Regions from separate parts of the Anas platyrhynchos genome. Here region 1 is linked to region 2. A link is a contact called in public Hi-C data. All regions are on one chromosome and are shown on one strand. Each heading gives the region's core, a stretch centred on a gene start, on an enhancer-like site or on the middle of the called end of the contact. The rest is flanking DNA. Distances are from core to core; before and after follow the strand shown.

Region 1 (5,156 bases), core at 841-3,340, 51 kb after region 2:
TTATTTTTGGCACAGTATTAAGAAATGGGGATAAATGCACCTATTAAGAGAGACATTTTCTAAATTCTGACTCATTCCTTCTCTGTTTCCTTCTACATTTCTTTTGGTTTAGTCAATGATGAACACAATCAGCCTGCCTGCGACCAGTTTCACTTTTTATTTGATAAGGCTGATTGCAATGCCTGAGCTGGAAAGCCTGCAGGGAAATGCTTCAATTCCCCATGTTCACCCACTGAACTAAAAATGTTGCAAAAGCATTTCTAACCATACCAAAGGTTGTGTACACAGGGAAAGTAACCAGAGCGACTACTGAGGGATGCATTTTTCTGGCATAGTTCTCTGCGTGGACACCTCTTTGAGAACAATCAGTGAGTTTTGCACGTGCCTACTGACTTCTGCCTTCATGCCATGGATTCTCTAATCAGCAATTTCCTCTAACGCGTAGCTTTTTGTTTCCATATCTGCTGCAGAGATAAAATTGTGACATGGATTTGCAGTTCCAGGAGGAAAAGAAAAAAATAATAATAATTAAAAAAAAAAAGAGAGAGAAAATGTGAGAATTCTTTCCAGAGGCCAAACAGTGCCATACAAGCTGAGCCAAGGCGATCCCCTCAGAGAGCTCTGGGATCCAAGTGAGCAGGGACAGGCACAAGTTTTGGTTCAGGAGAACGGAGAGGGTTCCCCAGCCAGAGGTCTGGTGCAGGCTTTGCTTGTTTAGCAACCACAAAGTGCCATCGCCGTCCCAATATCTTCTTTTATTTGGTGCCATAAATAGCTGTACTACTTCAGCCTATCGTGACCTTTGATTAGCACGGCTACAAGCAACGGCTGCTCTCTCAAAGCACTTTAGAATGTACTTTTAAAACAGGAAGGAGGTCAAATATAAAAGTTAAGAGAATAAACATGGCATAATGGCGTGTCTTATTTTTCTCCCTGCACACAAATGCAACATTTCTCTTATATCTCTTTACATGACTGTAATACTGTTCTGCAAACTGTACATAAAGTAGAATCTAAAATAAGAAAAATACCACCAAAGGTCCCAGAAAGCTGAAGAGGAATCAATTCTTAAGTTTGTTCCAGATCTAAGGTTTCAATTAAATTAAACAAAGCTTCTACTCTTCCTCTTGGCTGAAAACAAACAAACAAACAAACAAAAAAACTTCTTTACAAGAGGGAATATTTGCTACAAGTTGCACCAGTATTGTTTCTGGAAATGTTGTTCATCTCCCTCTCCCTTTTTGTTGACTTTTATGTGAACCGACAGTCAATTTCTTGGTGGACAATTGCCCATATTATAAAACCCCACTGATGTGTCACTATTTGGCTCTGCCAAAAAAGCCATAATAGTGAGAAGGCACATAATATTTGGCATGCCGTTAAAAAAAGGGGTCTAACTAACAATAAAAAGAAAGGAACATCAATAAACAGAGCGGTTTATTTTTTAAGGACTGAGAACCGTCAAACGATATACAACCAAAATTGTCTGAGGTGCACTTGTGCCCCTGTAAGTCGTCAGAAAGAGTCAAGGGCTCCAGGGAGAGAGAACTGAGGCAAGAAAGTTATATGCATTATGGCTGCAGAAACTTTAAACGCTTCCTAGGAGGATAAACTGGATAAATTGGAAATAGGAGGGAAAACCCAACTGGTAAGGCACAAAAAAAAGGAGCAAGGAGGCCAGGCTAACGCAACCATAGGCATGGAAATTGGTGAGATAAAAGGGCTGCTGTTTCCATGATTAAACATATTTCTGAAATGAACAGGCGTACACAGATTTTCACCACGGTTATGGCTTTATTATCGGTGAGGAAAGACGTGCTGCAGGCTCCCTCCCCGAATAATCCCCGTGACCAACAAGCAGCCTGAGTCTAACTTTATTGGAACGGGGAATAACGGCAGGCACCACCGCCTGCTTCCGAGTTACACTTCTTTTTTTTTAACGTGAAAACAGAGAAAAGGGCCAAAAGATGAAGAAAAAGCACAAAAACGAGGCGTTAGGCGCCGCTTGAGGTGAGGCGAGACCGTGCGGGACGGAGCGCGTCGCCGCGGGGCTGCCCGGCGGCCATTTCCTCACGCCCCTGAGGCGGAGCGGGAGGCGGGGCCGCGGCCGCGTGACGTCACCCGGCGGCCGTGCCGGCGGGCCACAATGGAACCCGCGCGGGCCCAACCGGCGTGAAACGGCGGCGCGCGTGACACGCCCCCAACCCCCCCCGCTCCAAAAAATAAAAATAAATAAAATAATAAATAAAATTCACAAAACCCGTTACACGCGTGTCTCTCCCTCGCGTGTGCGTGTGTAAAAGCGTGTGAGGAGTGTGCGAGGGCCGCGCCGCCGCCGCCGCCACCGGGGCCGCCATCTTGTGCAGGGCCCCGCGAGACTGAGGAGCCGCCGCCGCCTCCCTCCCTCCTTTCCCCCCCCTCACCCCCGTCCCTCCCTCCCCATCTCCTCCTCGGAGCCGTCAGCGCCCGGCGCTCTCCTCCGCCGCCGCCGCCGCCTTCCTTCCTGCCCGCCCCCGCCCAGCCCAGCCGAGCCCCGGGCCCCCGAGGCGAGCGGCGCGGCTGCCCCCTCCTCCTCCTCCTCCTCCTCCTCCTCCTCCTCCTCCATCCCCCCCCGTGGCCGCGGTGCCCGGACGGGGCGGAGCGGAGCGCGCAGGCCCCGGCCGAGCCCCGTCGGCAGCCGGAGCGCAGCGCAGGGCGGCCGGGCAGGAGCTGGTGACGCAGGAAAAACGCCCGAGCCCAGCCGAGCCGAGCCGCGGGGACGGAGCGCAGCCGGGAGCCGCAGCGGCTTGGCCCCTCTCCTCCTCCTCCTCCTCCTTCCCTCGCCTTCTCCTCGCCTTTCTCTCCCGGCGGAGCGGAGCCGCCCCCCTCGTCGCCCGAGCCGGCAGCGCGGGGCCTGCCATGAGCCCCGGCGGCCGCCGGGGATGAGGCAGGCGCCGGCCGCGCTCCGCCAGCAGCAGCAGCAGCGGGCGGCGGGGCTCCGGGCTGTGGCAGCGGCAGCCGCGGGACCAGGAGGGGACGACGCCGTGCGGGGGTGAGTGGCGGCGAGACCGGGCCGGGACCGGGGCCGGGGCCGGGTGGGGCCGGGAGCTGCGTGTGGGGAGCTCCCCGGGGACGGGGTGCAGCGAGGAGGAGGAGGAGGGAGAAGGGAGAAGGAGGAGGAGGAGGGGGCGATGCCGGGCGGCAGGCCCCGCGCCGCCGGTGTTTTGGAGGGCAAGGGAAAATGGCTGACGGCTGCTCAGCCTCGGCCTCAGCCTCCAACGGCGGCGCCCCCCGCCCCGTTCCTCCTCCTCCTCCTCCTCCTTCTTCTTCTTTTTCCCCCCCTCCTCCCTCTCCTCCTCCTCCTCACCGGCCGAGCCCCCAGAGGCAGCCGCTGGAGGGCCGGGGGCTGCCCGCCCGCCCGCCCGCCCCGCTGGGCAGCCCCCGGGTCTGGCTGGGCTCCGCAGCGAACGCCATTACTGAGGTGGAGTGATTGGAGCCGCCTAGGCCCGGGCGACGCCTGGAGAGCAGGCCCTGCCGAGCCGCCCGGGCTCTGCTCTCAATGAAAAACCCTCGCTCACACCCGCTGTAAACATTATTAACACGGAGGCCACTCCTCTAGCCTCGGCTTCCAGCTTAGCCCGTTGTCGATGCACGAAAAAAAAAAGCCCCCCTCCGTGGCTGTCCATAATAAAGCGGCTCCCCCGATTTATTCTGGGGAAACCAGCCTCTCCCCACCCCCAAATCCGAGGTGCCACAACCGTTCGCTGTTATTGTCCTCGAGAAAAGCGAGGGTTTTGCCGGTAGGATGGATCGCCGGTTCCTGCCTGTGTTGGTAATCGCCCCGCTAACGTGTGCCGACCCGCTTCGTGCACCGTTGTTTGGCTGCCGAGGGAACAGTCTGGCAAAACCATTCGTTTCAGTCTGAACTGGTTTTCTTTGTAAAAGAGTCGAGGTGGACTTCAAGATGCCATGTTTGATTTTCAGCTTGCTCCTTCAGAAGTTCGCTAGAGTGTTTTGGAGGTGTGCGGCGATACGCAGCTGTGCAGGGAAAAAAAAATCTTTTGGAAAATAATTCTTCTAATTAAATATTCAAGGGACTCCCAGGCTCAGCTGCCCTCGTGTTGTCTGTACAACCTGCTTTACATTCACAGCTCTGCAGTTGTATTCGTATTGGACGTTTGTATCGGCCCAAAGACCTCTCTGAAGTCACAGGATCAAAGCTAGCACAAGGCCCACTTTTGCTGACCTAGTTACAGAACTGGGGCCTGTTTTTTTTGTTGTTTTTTTTTTTTTTTTTTTTTTTGGAAAGCTTTTGAATTTAGATATTAAGATGGTTTCTTCAGTATACAAGTAGCAATACTTGTTATGACAGCTGGACCAGGTAATCTGCATTTTCCAGCAGGCTTCTCAAATGCCCAACAAATGGATGTTGAAGTTGTTATGTTTAGGAAGGGCCCAGTGATGGGTTTTTGGACATTTGACCTGTATCAATTATGGAATTCAAGTGACAGTAAGGACTATTAGGGGTGACTGAAATCTGTAGGCAGCTAACTTTTTCTTGGTCTTTTAAGGTTCTACTTTGAGAAATTGCCTGGACTCGCCAACATAAATGTTCCTGTTCAAGTAACACACTTATTTCAGCAAAATCTAAGTTGTGTATGAGTAGGGGTTTGTTTGCTTTTCTTTTTTTAAAAAAAAAAAAAAAAAAATAATGCCTTTGATTCTGAGTCGAAGTAACGTTGTTTTCTGGAACCAACAGAGTACAATAGCTAATATCAAGAATTTTGGAGAAGCACGTCGAGTACATGCATTGATTGTTCTGTTGCAATACCCTGGACCACAGTGATGCCTAATGATAGATTTGAACAAAAACGTAAACATAATCATAAAGCTGCAGTGGAAGAAACTCACAGATCAGCATGATTGTTTTGGAGGGGGGAAATACAGCTAAAAATAAACATGTAAGATTGTAGCATAGTCACTTTCCTCTCTTCAGTATCTTCGGTACTTTTCTTCTTGCCCTTCGTGTAGATAATCTTCATGGCATTTCTTTTGGGTAGTCTCTGTTTGAATCTTTCCAGGCTGCTGTTTCATGTCTTGCAGAATTTGCCCTTGTGGTGATACTTCTGCCCATTGAATTGACAGGAAGACTACATCTGGAGGTGGTAATCAATGAG
Region 2 (4,887 bases), core at 168-2,667:
ACGGGAAGAAGCGCCATACTGCGGAGCTTTCTAAGCTATCTGTATGACAGATACTGATGCAGAAAGAAGACTGTCACCCTGTAAATCAGTGTTCAAGAGGCGTTACAGGCACCTCATTTCACGTAGTTTTCATTCCAGGACTAGGCTGATGCTGGTAAAGGAGCAAGAACTCATTTTGTTGGAAGGAAGAATACTTCCCAGACAAGCTCTTTATTAGCCAAATCCACACTTTACAGGGAAATACAGCAGAAAATTCTAGCTCATTCCACTTTTGGAGGAGACATCGCATAGCTTATAAACTACCTGGTGAATCAAAGTGCTGAAAGCAGTCTCCATGTGTTTTTCAAGCTAATTTACTTTGTACCTTAATTACACTCAAGTCAAAAGAACCAGTTCCACACCATCAAACAAGCACAGAAGACATCAGAGGCACACGCTCCTACAAGAACGTGCACAGAATCAATTGCTGCCTGCAGATACCGCAAGCATACAGGAAAGATACTGAGTAAATTCTGGAAGCTTTGCATAGCAAACTAAAAGTCCTTGTCCTTTCTAGAGTTTGGACAGTCTTAACCCCAAGTTTGCACGCTCGCCAGGTACTGTGTTGTATAAGAGGTATATGTGTTTTTGTCTCTATTTTGTTCTGTGTGTCACATCTTAAAACATACACAAACCTCACAGGAATCTCTAAAGTTCAGCAGGCTAAAAGAGAAAGAGGCTCGCTCGCTATCAGAACGCTTTCAGGGAAGTTTCCCTTGGCCCAAAAACATTCCTTTGTTTTGCCACTTCAAACGCAACAACGTTAGCAGAACAGACAGCCAAGCAAACATAAATATTTTCTTTTCCTCCCAAACAGCCAAATGGTGTTTTTAAGGAGTGCTTGAGCAACTCCAAGAGCTGCAGCACCCGAAAACGGATTAATTAATGCCTTAGTTAACGCCTTAGCTGCGTGCATTTCGTGCAGTTGGACATCAGCAGCAACCCCACAGCTGGGCTTTCTGGGGCTGTCCCGGTGCGAGGCAGCGCCCCACGAACCGGGCACCTCCGGGGGTGGCCGAGGAGCCCCGGAGCCCCCCGGGGCCGGGCCACAACAAGGCGGGGAGGGAGGGGAGGGGTCACTCACAGGTCTGCCAGCACGGTGAGCTCGGCGTAGGTGCGGTGCAGCAGGAAGTCGATGAGGGTGCTGAGGCGGTAGCCGGGGCTGGCGGCGGCTGTCACGGCGCCGGGGGCCGGCGGGGCCGGTGCTGAGGCGGGGCCCCCGCCGGCCGGCACCAGCTGGTTGCTCTCCAGCTGCACCGGCGCCATGGCGGCGGCGGTGGCGGCAGCAGCGCCTCAAGCCCGGGCAGGAGCGATCTCGGCAGCCCGGGGAGCGAGGAACCGGGGAGAGCCGGGGGGTGGCGGAGGCGGGAGGGGGGAAGCGGAGCGGGGCGGGCGGCGCTCAGGGCCCGCCGGGCGCAGGGGCCGCCGCCATCTTGGCGGCACGGAACCGGAAGCGAGGGGCCGGGGCGGACCGGAAAGAGAACTGCGGCGGCACGGCCGGCGGCGGCGGCGGCGACTCCGCGGGGGGGGGGGCGTGGCCTCGCACAAGGGGGCGGGGCCTCAGGGAGGGGGCGGGGCCTGAGGGGGGAGGGTGCTCGCGGCCGTTGGCGGTGGCCGTTGAGGGGAGCTCGCGCCGAGCCGTTGGGGCGGGGCCGCCTGAGGGGGAAATGGCGCCGCGCAGAGCCCCTGTGGAGGCTGTGTGGGGAGAGGGGCAGCCGGGCTGCTACGGGTGTCCGTGCGCAGCGGGGGGAAGCCTTTCTGAGGCGCCTCGGGGTGTTTTTGGCTTCTCCAGCAACTGTTTGTTGTTTTTTTTTTTTGTATAAAGAAATATATAAAAAGTATATAAAGGATAAAGAAATGACGTGGGGGTGAGGAGGGGAGCGGTGTAAATCCCTGGGAGGTGTTCGTTAACGGCTCGCTCGAGTGTTAAACCGTAAATTCGTGCCGGGTGACTACAAAGAGTTCCCCAAAGTAGACGTAATATAGGCTATAAATAACCCAAACCTGCAACAGATAGCAAAACGCTACCACTTCTCCAAGTTTTTTAAAAGAAGTTCTACTTGTTTTTTGAAATGCAGACTTTTAAAACATCTCTTCTGGCTTATCTCTTTCCAAGAGGAATAAAGCAATAAAAAGCAAAGGTTTTTTTTTTTTTGTATTTTTGTTTTTTTCTAACGTGAGAAATGTGTAATCAACAGTTAAATAAATATGTATCTGTGCCAGGAGCGAGGAGAGTAAGTTGTGTTCCTGCAGGGAGTGCTCACTGTGCCAGGTTGCGAGCCTGTTGCCGGCTGACGAGGAGCGGCTTTGCCTCTCTGCCATAACCACTGTGGAATCACAGAATCGTTAATGTTGGAAGAGACCTCCAAGATCATCTGGTCCAACCACCCCCTACCACCAGTATCACCCACTAAGCCCTGTCCTCAAGCACCACGTCCAATCTCTCCTTGAACACCCCCAGGGATGTTCAGGAGTGTTTGACTCCACCACCTCCCTGGGCAACCCGTCCCAGTGCCTGACTGCTCTTTCTGAGCAGAAATGTCTCCTCATTTCCAACCTGAACCTCCCTGGCACAACTTGAGGCCATTCCCTCTAGTCCTATCACCAGTTACCTGTGAGAAGAGGCTGACCCCCTAGCTCCCCACACCTTCCTTTCAGGTAGCTGTAGAGAGCAGTAAGGTCTCCCCTGAGCCTCCTCCAGACTAAACACCCCCAGCTCCCTCAGCCACTCATCGAGGCAGTACGTTGAGCAAAGCAGTCTGGCTCTCCATCCTGTGCATCCACCTGGAGCAGAGTAGAGTGTGGGTTAGGAAGGGGCTGGATTGCTACAATGCTGAGCTGTGCCAGCCCCATTACTTGGTGCTGTGCTCTGCAAAAAATAATTCTGTAGACTGCTTCAGTGGAAGTGAGACAGATGTACAATCCTTAGACTGGCAGGTGGGCACTGCTGGTTGTTTGGGAATTTTTTACTCCTAAAACCCTTAAAATATATTCAGAGCTACATTTTACTCCTCCTTTACCCCCCAGCACAGGTAAAAGAAATGCCTGCTTTGTGCTGTTAAAATTACAAAGGATGGAATGATGAATACTATCAGGATTATATTGTGATCCAAACAAGTGTGTTTTCCTTGGTGTGTATTGAAAGTTCTTGCAAAGATGTGTTTTTCCAAATGTATGAAAAGCATTTTTCCCCTCTCTGTGCATGAATAAATACCATGTACCCATTTTATGGCCAACTTGTTGTATTACTGAAGAAAATGCCAACTTCAACATGCACTGGAATGTGATTAGACTGTATATTATAAGGCCTATACCTTAGAAATATAGGCTATTTTTTTTAATTGTTCTTTCTCTTTCTTCCCATCTCTTCTCTTACAATTTAGTCCAGAATAAAATTCCCATTGATTTTAGTGGTGCAGGCTGAGACTTTTTGATGAGGCAGGTGGAAACTCGTGATGGGATCTGACTTTGCCCCTGTTAGAGCTGTTCCTATAGCCCTGGTGAATTCTCCAGCTTTGCTGGAGAGAGGCTGAAGGAGGCTGCCTTTTTCCATTTACCTTGGAGAGGAGAAGGTTCAGCAGAGCTGCTGCAGGGATCACGCTGAGCTCTCCTCTCACGTGGCTGCCGAGGAAAGAAGCCCTTGATACTGTTTTGAAGGACTTGAAGCTCAAGGCTTATGCTTGTGGGCAGACAACAATGGTGCTGTTGGGAGACTCCGCAAGGTTTGTTGTTTTGACAGTAAACTGGAGATGAATATTAGGAGCTCAAAAGTCGAGTGACTGGCCTACATAGTACTCATGAGAAAAGAAACATACGTATGTGTATATGTGGTTTTGCTTTTTGTTGCCTCTCTGAGGTTGGCAGCGCTCACACCCTTTCTGCAACCACTTCTAAGAAGAATGAGCATTGTATCTAAACTTAAAAACCCTGCCTTAAAGAATGTGGAAATAGGTTTCACAACTCTTTTGGGGTGGCAAAGGCAAAACTATAGGAGGGAGAAAGCAGGGGCTGTTGGGGTTACTGTAAAGGTACCAGGATTTTTGTGGCAGAGAAAACTCCACACCGTGTTGTGATAAAGACTTGATGAATTGTACAGCTGTTAGGGAGATTGTAGATAACCTCTGCATAATCTACCATTTTCCCTAAGGTTGATGAACGGAGTTTTGGATTTAATCAAGTTCTAAAAAAGGACAACAAAGCTCCTGCAATCTCACAGATACTCAATTTCTTAACATTTAATTGCACGAGTGGAAAACGGTGTATCTGGTTGTGGACTGCAGCTGTGGGCTGCGGATCAGGCCTGCAGTCATATCTGCAGGTACATAGCAAAGTGTCTTAATACTTCAAGACAAATAGCATTCTCTAGATGCAGTTCTCCAGATAAAAAAATGGACTCCCAATACAATATTTAAGCAGAATAGTCGAGCAGAAGCAATGAAAAGGGACGAAAATTAATCCAAATTGCATTCTTTGGTACAGTAATATGTATCTTGGAAGACTGATTGGGAATTAAAGAATTTTGCAGTTAGCAAGTGTAAGAGGATAACACGGCATAAAATATAATCTGATTTCATTTGACAGGTGTAGTTTATTTTTCTGTTTATAGTTAATCAACTGTAGTTGGTCTGTTTCTGTAGTGCCTTGTTACTGTGATCATGATAGCTTACTAAAACTTCTGAATCTGCCACTGAATAATTTAAAAGCAGTGAAATTTTAACAGTCCAGTATTGCTGTTGTGCTCTCCTGTTGCTTTTTTTGCTAAGAGAGAGACAGTGCCCATTTGTGGGGAGGAGAAGGATGACTGTGTTCACGTGCTCATGTGCCTTTCTTTCTTAGGTGTGGTTTTCC

What was found. Hi-C and Micro-C count contacts between places; a contact is called where the count stands out from the background.
Region 1: a Hi-C map of liver shows a contact between it and region 2, with 1.7 times the contacts expected there. The contact joins the enhancer-like site here to the promoter of MED14 in region 2. A contact is called at or near these places in 4 of 8 Hi-C or Micro-C datasets (F5 follicle, liver, small yellow follicle and 1 more).

Annotation. Positions count from the first base shown.
Region 1 is chr1:122,906,086-122,911,241 of IASCAAS_PekinDuck_T2T, forward strand. No RefSeq gene overlaps it. Among named protein-coding and RNA genes, the nearest start is that of USP9X, 26 kb to the right of the region's middle. Within about 2 kb of position 2,091, at least 7 of the 8 cell types and tissues checked have an H3K27ac peak or open chromatin away from gene starts, as enhancers often do. A contact at or near this core is called in F5 follicle, small yellow follicle and subcutaneous adipose tissue, where this site is marked.
Region 2 is chr1:122,855,752-122,860,638 of IASCAAS_PekinDuck_T2T, forward strand. MED14 (mediator complex subunit 14) reads right to left here and starts at 1,418. Exons shown (of 31, transcript XM_027449005.3): 1 at 1,124-1,418. The coding sequence starts at 1,305.